Linked DNA regions of Mus musculus: region 2 is linked to region 1. The links are chromatin contacts, called in public HiChIP or PLAC-seq maps. All regions are on one chromosome and are shown on one strand. Each heading gives the region's core, a stretch centred on a gene start, on an enhancer-like site or on the middle of the called end of the contact. The rest is flanking DNA. Distances are from core to core; before and after follow the strand shown.

Region 1 (6,239 bases), core at 1,299-3,798:
CTTCTGACGCTTTCCCATCCAGATCTTGTTAGCACACTATTTACACTCGTACAACATATACATCGTCTCAAGCCGCCACCGAATCGCAAAGTAATCTAGGCAGTGAGTGGGTGTCAGAGCACCGGAGGGTGCTGGGGCGTGTGCAGGTTGAGGCCGTTGGGGTGGCCATGGCCGATCAGATTGAGATAATGCCGGTCCAGGCCCTGCATCGGAGCCAAGAAGGGGCTGTGCTGCTGTGCCGGGCTGGGGAGAGGTACCGTCGCGCTGGACAAGTAAGGCAGTGCTGGGCTGCGGGCAGCTCCAGGAGGCCATGGGAATGACCCTGGGGTAGCCCCCTGCGGGAACATTGTGGCTTCACCTGGGCTGTGGCCCGGGAACTCTGGGCTTGCTGCATGCAGCTGATAGGAGAAATCTGGCTCCGGAAGCGAGAGCGGCGGAAAGGTGGGCTCGGCGCCCAGGCGGGCCTTGGATTGCAAGAAGGCGAGGATGCGCGCATACTTGGTGTCTTTGGTCTCCATCCGCTCCACGGTGGTGAGGTAGTGCACCAGGTTCTTCATGCACTCGTGGTAACCGTAGTGGAAGTAGTTGGCAAATTCTGCTAAAAGCTCTGCTGGGGTAGCAAAGTAATAATAACAATAATAATAATAATAATAATAACAACAACAACAACAACAACATAAATGGTAGGGAGAAGGAAACAAAAGAGAACAGGCACACCCCTTCCTAGAACGGTGCCGAGGTATCTTAATAGGGTTTGGGCTGGATTCTCATTTGAGATTGGCATTCTCTACTCTGCAGTCTAGACATTGGAAAAGCAGTAATCTTGTCTCAAGAGCCTGACCCCGCCACCCCACGCCTGTGAGGAGTAATAGACCTGCATCTTTAGGTGCTGGTCCATAGCATCCAGCAGGTGCATGTTCAGGAACCAAGCGCCTGGACGCTTCGGGGGCTTCCTGCTCCCGGACTGTCCTCCACTCTCAGACCCTAGGTTCCCGCGAGGCATACTCTCCCCAGTCAGGTTTCCTTTGCCTGAATCAATGCCCACCTTTTTCCCTTCCCCGGGGAAAATCCGCGGAATGCAGAGCTCTGAGGTACTGCACTGTCATCTCCAGGATCTCCGCCTTCTCCAGTTTCCCGGAACTCTGCAAAAACCCCACAGGAGCTTAGAGGCGGCCCATCCACAGCAGACCCACGCACATGCTCTCTGTCTTCTGTAGGGGAGCAGCCAGGAAGATGCTGGCGTCAGAGAGGCTACTGCCGCCCAGAGTGGGGCGAGTTCTCTTAGGCCAGCAGCGTCTGTAGAGACTTTGGGGACTCTGCAGAGAGTGACAGTGGGGGAGTACCCAGCACCACAAACGTTACCTGTTTCGCCAGGGCCATAGGGACTGTCTTGCCCAGCTCGTTCAAGCAGCGGTTAATTCGGTCCCTCCTTCTCTTTTCTATCACTTTATGAGAAACCGGGGTTCTCTGTAAACAGAAAGTTTTGCATTTAAGATGGCTTCGCCCAAGGAGTCATCCAAGGCAAAGCTTCTGTGTTACAAGGGTCACTAATTCGCCAACCCGAAGAGACCCCTGCCCCGCCACACTAGACCAAGAGAGCTCTGTGTCCCCGGACTCAGAGCTCTGTGTCCGTGCTGGCTGGCTCTCTTGCCGTTCAACTTCCCTACACATCCCTGCCAAGGCCAAGCTAAGTGCCAAGGCTCTGGGACGTGGCCACCCGCCTCCCAGAGTGAGCTGTCTCCAATCAAGGACTCTCCTTCCAGTCTCTGTTCCCTTTCCAAACCACTCTGGATTTCTCCACACTTAAAGTTCTGGGTGGCACATCTTAGTCATCTATCCAGCCAGATGTCAGGTTAGTTGGTGAGTCACACTCTTCCACCACCAGAGCGCAAGGAACTCACTTTGCGTTCCTTGAGCCTGTCAGACATTCTGGTGTGCGTGCGCGCCCTCGGCAGAGGCGGTGGCGCGAGGCACTCGTCCACGTTCCACCTCGTGTGCCTCTTCAAGTGTTCCAGGTAGACTGCAGCCTCCCAGGTCCGAGGGGGCTCCCTTTATAAAGCAGCCATCTAGGACTGCAAGTGCATTCTCACGCGCTGAATTATTCCATAGGATTAGGAGTTCTGCGTTTGGAGCATGTATGCATTCAAGGTCAGTTTTAAAGAAGTTGACAAAAAAATTTTTAGCAGCCGAGGGGGGCGAGGTGGGGGCAGATCAGCTTTGTTAATCCACGTGGCTCTTCAAAGGACACGTGATTCGTCCAGGAATAACATTTGCATGGCAACAGGCACCTCAGGAAGAGGGGGCGAGAAACTGGAGCCGGCGGACCAGCGAGCGCCTGCACTCTTAGCCGGCGCAGAGCGCAGGGGCGCAGTGGCTGCGGGCACCGGGGGGCGAGGACCTTCACAAAACAGCGTCGCTTCCTTTAGTCCCACCGCTGAGTCTCACACGATCGCCTGTTTACAAATCCCAGCAAGCCCGCGGTCCCAGCGCCGAGTGCGTTTTAAAGCCTGTCCAGAGTCATTAAAGTAATTAAGTAAGCCTTTAATAGGCTGTTCCGCCGGGTTCAAGGGAGAGCTTCTGGAGACGGAGGCGCCCCGTTTGTTCCCAGGCTTTTCTCACACGACTTGGTGACACGTCCGTCTCCCCCCTTTTTGTTTACACCGCTTTATTTGTCCGGACATCCCGGCAGGTGTGGGGCTGCGGCTGGCACACGAGGCTCCCGCCTCGCTTCGCCCCTCCCGCGGGCCTTTGGCACGCGACTCTCTCCTCCCCCCGCCCCAGTCTCTGACCAAATCCTCTGCTTTCTTTTCTCCCCCCTCCGGCTCTCTCTTCGCGGGGGGAAGAGGCTCAATTTGTAGCCTATTATCCTATAGGAAAATGTCCATTGAAAAGTATGAATAGTTTCATTGGGCTAAATTTTAATAATGCCAAGAGTGGGGTGGAGGACAGACAGGCGGGTGTGTGTGTGTGTGTGTGTGTGTGTGTGTGTGTGTGTGTGTGTGTGTGTGTGTGAGGGGGGTGGGAGGATTGGGGCAACACAGAGGAGAGTGGGCCGAGAAGAAAAGGGAGAATGCAGCTGGCCCAGGCGAGCATTATGCGCCGTCACCTGCATGAGGGGGCGCCTACAGACCCCTATTCATTTGCCTAATTTTGGTCAATTTAACAAACTTCAGGAGAAATTATTGTGGCTTTGTCAGGGAGGGTGAAGCCTTCTGATCGAATTAACAGCATGTTTTGATCCGGTAAATGTCATTAGAAAGGGAGAAACAATCGCGCTTAGAGGGCTCTGGGTAATGCGCCCAAGTGGAGACGCCAAAGCGCACAGCTCACAAAGGGAGCAAGTAGCTGCCACAGGGAACTTTTGTACCCGCCCATCGCCCAAGTTTTGACACAAAAAGGCATTATTTCATACTTGAATACGTTTAATCCAACGATTGTCTATTTTTTGCAAACATATTTTCACAGCATTGTTAACTTTTTATGTCCCCCTCTCGCGGGCGCCTTTTCTTAACGTTTGGGGGCGGGAGAGCGCAGACACTTTGGGCATCAATATTTGTCACTGAAAAGGGTCCCGTGAAGTTAGGGAATTTGATCTCTTTTTTATGGTTTTAGAAAGCGAAATATGGGGGGGGGGGAGGGAAGAGACGGACAGAAACTCAGAAGGAAACTTACTGGACAGGCCCAGAGGGAAGGAGGGGGTGGCAGTTCCTGGGAACTCTCTCTCTTTGCTCGCTGTGTCTTTGCCTTGAGCCTGCTGTACAGCCCCAGACCTCTACCAACCAACCTCTCATTGCTGCCTCTGGGCATGTGGGGGGTGGTGGAGGGGGCGAGCTTTCCTTCATATAAAAACAATAAAAATGACCTTTGCTTTATGACTTTATTCCAGAGTCAGCAAGTTCTCATCTGTTCCCAATCTTTCTCATCTGGGAACAAGGAAAACCACCCTTCAAGTGTCGCCTTAGTCCCTTTGCCCCCCACCGTGGAGTAAATTCTCTCTATTCTGCTAGACAACAGCAGGCCCAAGGCTTATCCCTTTGGGGAGTGCCAGTCCCTTGCCAGAGGTAGGTAGGTAGGTAGGTAGGCAGGGTGGGTCCCTGCAGCACCTAGGAAGCTCCGGGGCGCAAAGCTAGCTGTGAGATGCAGGACTTCTGGAAAGCAGCCGCCAACCTTCCGGTGCCTGGAGGGTGTGGAATCGGTTTGCACCGAGCACACTAGGGTGCCCCAGTCTTGCTTACTGGTTTTTGTTTTGTTTTGTTTGTTTGTTTGTTTTGTTTTTTTCGACATACTTCACGCCAGATTGGGCAGGATCCGCACCTTTTTACAGGTTGCTCTGCCAGCCGCGTGCTCTCTTAGGGGTCATCGGCCTCGGTATATTCACTCGCACACAAGGGGATTAAACAGGAAGCCTGATCGTCCAAATCAGCTAACTTGAATGAGTAAAAGGGAGCCCGGAGTTCGCCCCCCGCCCCCTTTTTTCCCCTTCCCTGCCAGCGGACTTGAAGTTGATCCTCTTACTGTTGGTGTTAACTGCAGCTGCAGGCACGTTCCTCAAGCCAAATTTCATCTCACACAAACTGTTTAATTTTTCTGCGTTTATGGGAGCCAGGGACCGTTTGCCCAGAACTAAAAGTTCCTTCTTGGGGTGGTGCGGAGTGGATGGATGCAGACCGGGAGCACAGGGAGCAGGTTTGCCCAGCCCCTCCAGGATGCAGCAGTAAAGGAGAGAGCCCAAGGTTTCTTCTTAGGACTGGGGAAAGGATGCTTCCAGTTTTGCTCTTCCTTGCAGCGTGTCTCAACCACACTCTCAAGGAAATGGACGCCTTACTAGATATTGCTTTTACTCTCTATTTTTAGTGTGCTGATCAATGCTCCCTGGATCTCCGGGTGATTTACACTCTACCTGAGAGCCAAGGGGTTAAGATGCAGAGCCGGTTTGTGCACCAACTGCACTCCTGCCCTGAGAGCCAGACACAAAGCAGGGGAAAGATCCTCGACTGTGCGCCTCAGTTTTCCTCTTCTGTAAAATGGAGATAACATTGTGTCCATTATATGCTACAAGGCTGTCACTGGGGTGAAATAAGGGACTAGAGTCAAGGCACTCAAGGAGGCCTAACTACGACATTCATCTTTTATTTTTTGCCATCAGGGTTCTCTGCGTTGACTATTTTGTTTTAGGGAAACTGTGGAACTGTTAGGAGCTTCCACTCTATAGTGGACTCCCCCCCCCCCTCCTCCTCCTCCTCCTCCTCCTCCTCTTCTTCCTTCTCCTCCTCCTCCTCCTCCTCCTCCTCCTCTTCTTCCTTCTCCTCCTTCTCCTCCTCCTCATCCCTCTTCAAAAGCATTGCTCACTCCAGAAAAAGTCAGACGCCTCCTGAAGTCTGTTAAATTTAACCCAAATTAGGTAAATGAATGTGGGGGAGGGGACTTTGGGCTCCCCTCTCACTGAGGGCTTCACCCAGTGTTCTCTGGCCTGCTTGCTCTTTCAGTGTGGTTAGGGTTAGACAGTGAGACTGGGTTGGGGGGGGGGGGACTTTAAGACTAGAAACCTTTCAACATAGTCCTCATTCCAAAGGAGCCAGGTACCAGGTATCCAGCTGAGAAACACCTGCAGAACACAACAGAGCAAAGGGGTTAGTCAGAGGATACATGCTGCTGTGTGAGAGAGAGAGAGAGAGAGAGAGAGAGAGAGAGAGAGAGAGAGAGAGAGAGCATGTGCACGCGCAAGAAGGAATGCTCTGTTAATATACATTGTAGCGACTGTGGTTAGTGTTGATGCCTTGTATATTTGAAAAAATTAGGGCAGTAGTTCCCAAACTACTAACCCCTTTCACAGCCAGGTGTTGTGAAGAACAGCAGAAAACACAGATATTTGCATTGCAATCCATAGCAGTAGCAAAATTACAGTTATCAAGTAGCAATGAAAATAATCTTATGGTTGGGGCGTCACCATGACATGAGAGACTGGGTTAACAGGTCATGGCATGAGGAAGGCTGTGAACCACTGTACTAGGGGAGTGCATATTAAAGGCTCATATCACAAGATTATTGTAGCTATGGATGCAATGCATTGTTAATTACATGGACCGATACTGTATACTGTCACTCACTGTATCTGAGGATTCTACATTCAACTGTGGGGTGGGTTAAAGACAGTGGGCATGGAATGTGCCCACACTGAGCATTCTGGAGACTTATTTTGTTGGGTGGTTATTTCAGAAGCAATCTAACGTAACATCCAT
Region 2 (6,054 bases), core at 1,465-3,964, about 11 Mb after region 1:
CCAAATGCCAACTTCCCTGTCACATCACCCTGTTAGTTCCCTCATAATCACCCCCTGGGGTGGGACAGACTTTCTAAACTAGGGACTAATTTAAAATAGCATCTTAGATTCAGAGTTTGCCAAAGCAGCAAGTTTACCTGGCAGTCCGAAATTACGGAAGTAAAATGTGTCAAAAGATGCTAAAAAGAAAAAAAATGAACAATTGCAGTAAGTATAACTCAGAGCCAGCCAACTACTCATGGTAGATACCACCAAAATTTACCCACTGGTCCCCTCTCTCCAGCCACCTACAGAACGCTATCCTACCACTCTAGTCTCTGGGTTTGAGTTCCTAAGATCCATGAAGCTTTAGACCCCTGGATTGTAGTAATTAACTGATAATGGTGCTGTCAGTGAGGAGTGATGGTCAGATTAGCATTTTTTACAGCCCCTTTTCTGTCCCATGTTGTCCATTTCTTTTATCACTTGTGAGGATGCTATCTGGAGCTACGAATCCATACCCCTACTTTTTGTTGTTGTTGGTGGTGGTGGTGGTGGTGGTGGTTTCAATTTTAAAAGCAGGAAGCGGGTTGGGGGGAGGCTAAAAGTAGCACCTTCTGATCCCTAAATCCTGAGGCTGCAAGTGAACAGATAGCTTCTCTATCCCCAGCCCTATCTTTCTGTGGATTCTTCTTCTATCTCCCAACGCCCTGAAAGTCTATTTCCTGAGGCAGCCAAAAAACACCTTTCCTAAGTTTTTTATCTGTGATTGGACAGGACATAATCATCTTACCCAGTCTACCTGTTCCCGAGGCCTAAATGTTTTTATAAACAAGTTTTTTTTTAATGTATCAAATGTCAGAGGCTTTAACTACCAATATTTACTGATTCAGGGTACCCCTCCTGCTGAAAATGTAAACAGAATTCTCCACCACATTACCTCTACTTCTTTAAAACCACTCTCCTTGTACCCCAAGCTGCAGACCCACCGAAGCTGGAAAGCAGAGCCCTATGTAGGTCACTTTGTTCTGCCATCAAACTCAAGCCTCTGAGCTAACCAGCAAGACTAGGTCCAGCTACTCCCCATCCTGAATTTGCTCTGTCTTAGTTGACCCTCTGCTGGGGGCTGGCCTGGAAAACTGACCCCTTGCAAACAGAAGAAAGGCCACAACCTTTAAGTTCTCCCCCTCTCCCACCACCCAGCTCTAAAGTCTTTTTTTTTCCTCCGTGAGATTACCACAGGGCAGTTAGGTCTCAGCTCGGGTACCCTGGGAGCAAGAAGATGGGCTCTCCGATTCCTTCTGATGTGGCCTTCCAGACAGAATAACAGCCAGACAGACTCTAGGGACATGGGAAGGACTGTCCATGCAGGATTCTTAACTTGGGGTTCTCTTTAATGTCTGGGACCAGAGTGCTTCTGCCTCCAAAAAGCGATGCCAACGGTGGGAGTCACTTGTGTCCCCTCTGCTTGCCTCCTCAGGTCCAAGGCCAGCTATCGGTGTGATCAAATTTACAGCCTAAGGGCTTCTGTTGACACCCTATTACACAGGGACCTTCTTCGTGTGAGTGAAAAGAAGAGATCCTCATACAGGCCAGCCGGAGGGTGGTTTTGCCTCCTTCCACTGACCGCCCCTATCCCGCGCTGCTGGGGAATCTCCTAGGTGCCCCGAGGCCCGCTAACTTACAAGTGGAGATCCATTTTCCGTTCTAATGCGTTCAAGATCGCCAAGGCAAGCAGTCTAAACATCCACGAGCCTTCCTCCCTGCCTGTCTCTTAAACGTCCGTTTAATGGCTCCCCTCCGATAACTAAACCTGCTTTCCACAGATGCCCGCTTTTATGAGGGAGGCAGGAATGCAGAGATATATTTATATGTTTGTTCATAAAAACTAGAAAATAAGCTCCGAACACGCTGTAAAAACTATTCAGTTACTTACCAAACAGGCTAGTTAAGCAGGAGGAACACGGATATTCGCCACACCACAGATTCGAGAAATCGAGGTGCCCCACTTTGAAAATCTTCGCAATCTCTGTTAGGGTTGCTGCAAATGAGTGTGGGCACAAACTGAAGGTCTCATCCGCGTTCTCTGCAAGTTGTCATCCTAACTTGGGTCATCCACTTCAGTGCCTAAGCAAACAGGCCACTGCAACTTTGCCAAAGTGTGCCGGGTCAGAGGAGCGCTGGCGCTCTAGCCTGGTCAAAGAGACTCGGCTCACTCCCAATCGCACCTTAATGGGATTCCATACCGCCACCTCCAGACTCTTGTCGCCACCACCACCCACCCCAAATCCCCTCCCCAGCCCAGCACAAAACTATAGGAGACTGTCGGCTCAGTTTTCTGCCTCGGTTACCTACAAAACACTTGAAAAGGCATAATCTGCGTTCCTTTCTCTATTCACCCCACCCCTGTAATCAGAAAAGAAAGCGAAATAATACTGTACCTGGTTTAAGATTCTTCAGTATTGGGGGGAAATATTTTAATAGCGAAGCATCTGTTAAACACTTGCATTAACCTATGGCTGATAAAAGGGTTTTTTTTTTACCCTGCCCCCCCCCGTTTTAATTATCTTATGGTTATGAGTGGACAACCAATCCTAGAAGAGGACCTCGGCAATTAGCAACGTGAACATCAAAAAGTTTTATTGCGGAGAGCGCGAGGCGCCGCCCCCGCCGCCCCGGGATTGGCGTGAGGAGCCTCTGACGACATATATTAACCCGAGCGGCCCTAAAGATGTAGCTGTACATGGAGATCTTGCTGGGAAAATCGGCTTGCTCCCCTCACCGCGTCCAGCCCAAGAGAACCGCCGCCGCTGCCACCCAGGAGCTTCCGCGGCCACTGTCTGAGCACACCCCTCCGAGAGTCCATTCGCCGCTTCCCAGCTCCGAGGTGCCTTCAAGGGCCCAAGATTCTTGTCCGGAGAGGAGAGGATCTTAGAAAATGGATGCGCTGAGACCTCTCTGCAAAGCCTCCGAGAGAGCCTGAGGAGCGAGGACGGACACGTTCCTTACAGCTTTAAAAACAAATCACACTCAAGGACCAAAACAACAACCAAATAATTTTTATTAAAACAATAAGCGCCCAAGAACCCAGATCGAGCTGGTGGGGGAGGGGAAGGGGCAGGAAGGGGGAGGGTCGCACCGAGGTAGCTCCACGCTAAGCTGCGACCCCGCCGCCTCCCGGCACAGCCGGGCCGGCTCCTGCAGCCCCAGCTTGGACTCGCCCCGGATTCCAGGTCATCTTCGGAGTCAGGAGTCCCGTGGCCGGCGTCTGCGGGACTGCCTCGCGGGAGCCGGCCGGCACTTTTGCATGAGCACCGGAGCGCTCTGCCTGGTCGCTGCAGCGGGGAACGCGGGAGCCGGCGCGCGGGCTGTAGAGCTGGGCGGGCGGCGGCGGCCAGCAAGGGCGCACCGTGCCGGGACCAGCTCGCCGCGCCCCATGGGGAGCCGGCGGCCGCGGCACAGCTGAGGCGGGCCCGGCGGGCCAGGCGCGGGCCCCGGGCTGCAGCGGCCCCCTCTGCGGCTGCAGGGCCGGCCCGGGAGCCCGGGGGTTGGGGGGTGGGGGGTGGGGAAGGCCGCCGATCGCCGAGGTCGGAGCCCGATCGGAGGGCGCGGCGGGGCTGCGCGCACGCTGGGGCGCGTGGAGGGCCACGGAAGGCGAGATGAGTCTGGTGGGGGGCTTTCCCCACCACCCCGTGGTGCACCATGAGGGCTACCCATTCGCCGCAGCCGCCGCCGCCGCTGCCGCCGCCGCCGCCAGCCGCTGCAGCCACGAGGAGAACCCCTACTTCCACGGCTGGCTTATTGGCCACCCGGAGATGTCGCCCCCCGACTACAGTATGGCCCTGTCCTACAGCCCCGAGTACGCCAGCGGTGCCGCGGGCCTGGACCACTCCCATTATGGGGGAGTGCCGCCCGGCGCCGGGCCTCCCGGCCTGGGGGGGCCGCGCCCGGTGAAGCGCCGGGGCACCGCCAACCGCAAGGAGCGGCGCAGGACTCAGAGCATCAACAGCGCCTTCGCCGAGCTGCGCGAGTGCATCCCCAACGTGCCCGCCGACACCAAACTCTCCAAGATCAAGACACTGCGCCTGGCCACCAGCTACATCGCCTACCTCATGGATCTGCTGGCCAAGGACGACCAGAACGGAGAGGCGGAGGCCTTCAAGGCGGAGATCAAGAAGACCGACGTGAAAGAGGAGAAGAGGAAGAAAGAGCTGGTCAGTACTAAGGGATCGAGGCTGGTGAGGGACTCGGGGTTCTTGGGACCGCTGTTCTGGTCTTTCCATTCAGGCTGAGAAATTGTGTGCCACATTCTTTGCGTAGGGAGCCAGGTTGTGGAGTAGGGATGGTTTCCTCAAAAGCAAGACAGGAGGATGTCAGCAGCAGAATGTCTTCCTTCGAAGTTGCAAGCTCCTCTCTCCATTTAGGACCGACCTTCCAAAATGTAGGAGCTCACCAATCTCCCAGTCACACTGGCCAGGTCCCCTCATTCTGTGTTCATTAAAGCTATCTTTGACCGCCAACCCAACTTTTCTTCTAAATATTTCTAAAATAAGTTACCTAATGACCTCTCGGTTCCAGTGACTCCACTATTGGTCGCATCCCCCATTCCAAAACCGAGGCTGCCTCTGACTCTAAGAAAACGTTATGCTCCTTCACATTGCTAGGGCACGCGGGAGGTAACGGTAAACATTAAGTACCTTTAACTTCTAGCGTACAAGTACAGCTTTAGTTTCTCTTTGGCAATAATGTTAGAGCGTAAATTCTCCCCTAAGTAATTCGCGAGTGTTTCTAAGTTTATTTGAGTGAGTTTGTGCACTTGAAGAGTAAAAGTTATGCACATTGTGGTCATTGTTATCAACTCTAACATGAAGTTATGCCGAGCCACTTAAAGTGTTCTCGGATTCCTACCAACTGCCGGTAAAGTAATGGAGTTCTGGATAGGGCATGACCAGGAAGAACCTAAGAAACAATTCCATTTGTGGAGATTTTCTCCTTTGCCGCTTGCAGCCCTTTGATTCATGCATAATGGAATGGACTTCCGAATAACCAGAGATTTCAAGGGCCCTGGAGGAGACAAACTGCTGAACTCAATGTACAGAGCTGCTGCTGGCTGGCGGGAGAAACCCAGGCCAGAGCAGAGGGGCTTTTGGATATGGGTTCGCTATTGAAACAGAGGGCAGATTAAGCGCTGGCCTCTGCTTTCTCCCCTGCAATAGCAGGAAGGGAAAAATAAGAACCTAGGCTTCACCATAGCCGGCTAGAAATCGGCCATTTGTTTATAAACTTGCTGACTGGGTCCTTGAGCATCTGGAGAGAAGGCCTCGGCGGTAACCAAAGCACTGGAAACCAGCTTAACTTTTCTGCAGGGGCCGGTACCCGCACCATCCCCCTCTTTAGGTGTTCCCTCGTACCCTAGCGCTCAGTGTCCTCTAGGCCGAGGCGAGCTAAGGTGGCTGGGACTAGGCGCTAAACCTGTCTTTCCATTTCTCTCCCTCTCGCCCCCTTTCTGTTTAGAATGAGATCTTGAAAAGCACAGTGAGCAGCAACGACAAGAAAACCAAAGGCCGGACAGGCTGGCCACAGCACGTCTGGGCCCTGGAGCTCAAGCAGTGAAGAAGAGGAGAGCAGTGAGCCGGGGGCCAAGGCGCCAGATGCAGACCCAGGACTCCCCGAAAGCCCTCGGGCTCCGTTCTGAGGACTTCTTGCAGTTGGATCATCCGGTTTATTTATGTGCAATTTCCTTCCCCTTCTTTCTGCCCGCCCCCACCCACCCACCTTTGAGCATCCGCTCCCCACCTCCCTCTCCAAAAAAAGGTGGATATTTGAAGAAAAGCATTCCATATTTTAATATGAAGAGGACACTCCCGTGTGGTAAGGGACCCCCGTCATTCTCTGTGTGTGAATGTTCCCTCTTGGCTGTGTAGACACCAGCGTTGTCCCCCGCCTCCTTACCCAACTCTTTCCAGATAAAACAAAGTGGACACTAGTGCATATGTGAAGTGTATCTTTTTAATACTCGGCCTTCGGATATAAATATTCCTGGGGGTTATAAAGTTTTATTTCAAAGCAGAAAAC

What was found. HiChIP or PLAC-seq counts read pairs in DNA pulled down with a chosen protein or histone mark.
Region 2: a contact with region 1 is called in an H3K27ac HiChIP or PLAC-seq map of embryonic stem cells, with 21 times the contacts expected there. The contact joins the promoter of Hand2 here to the promoter of Helt in region 1. A contact is called at or near these places in 2 of 484 Hi-C or Micro-C datasets (both in embryonic stem cells) and 1 of 115 datasets of contacts at active chromatin or transcription factors (embryonic stem cells).

What each region holds. Positions count from the first base shown.
Region 1 is chr8:46,292,123-46,298,361 of GRCm38.p6, forward strand. It overlaps Helt (helt bHLH transcription factor), which reads right to left and starts at 2,549. Exons shown (of 4, transcript NM_173789.4): 1 at 1,902-2,549; 2 at 1,363-1,467; 3 at 1,046-1,142; 4 at 1-607. The coding sequence starts at 1,928. The coding sequence ends at 114.
Region 2 is chr8:57,318,269-57,324,322 of GRCm38.p6, forward strand. Hand2 (heart and neural crest derivatives expressed 2) reads left to right here and starts at 2,715. Exons shown (of 2, transcript NM_010402.4): 1 at 2,715-4,193; 2 at 5,494-6,054. The coding sequence starts at 3,639. The coding sequence ends at 5,592. Hand2os1 (Hand2, opposite strand 1) reads right to left here and starts at 2,591. Exons shown (of 6, transcript NR_154048.1): 1 at 2,421-2,591; 2 at 1,916-2,020.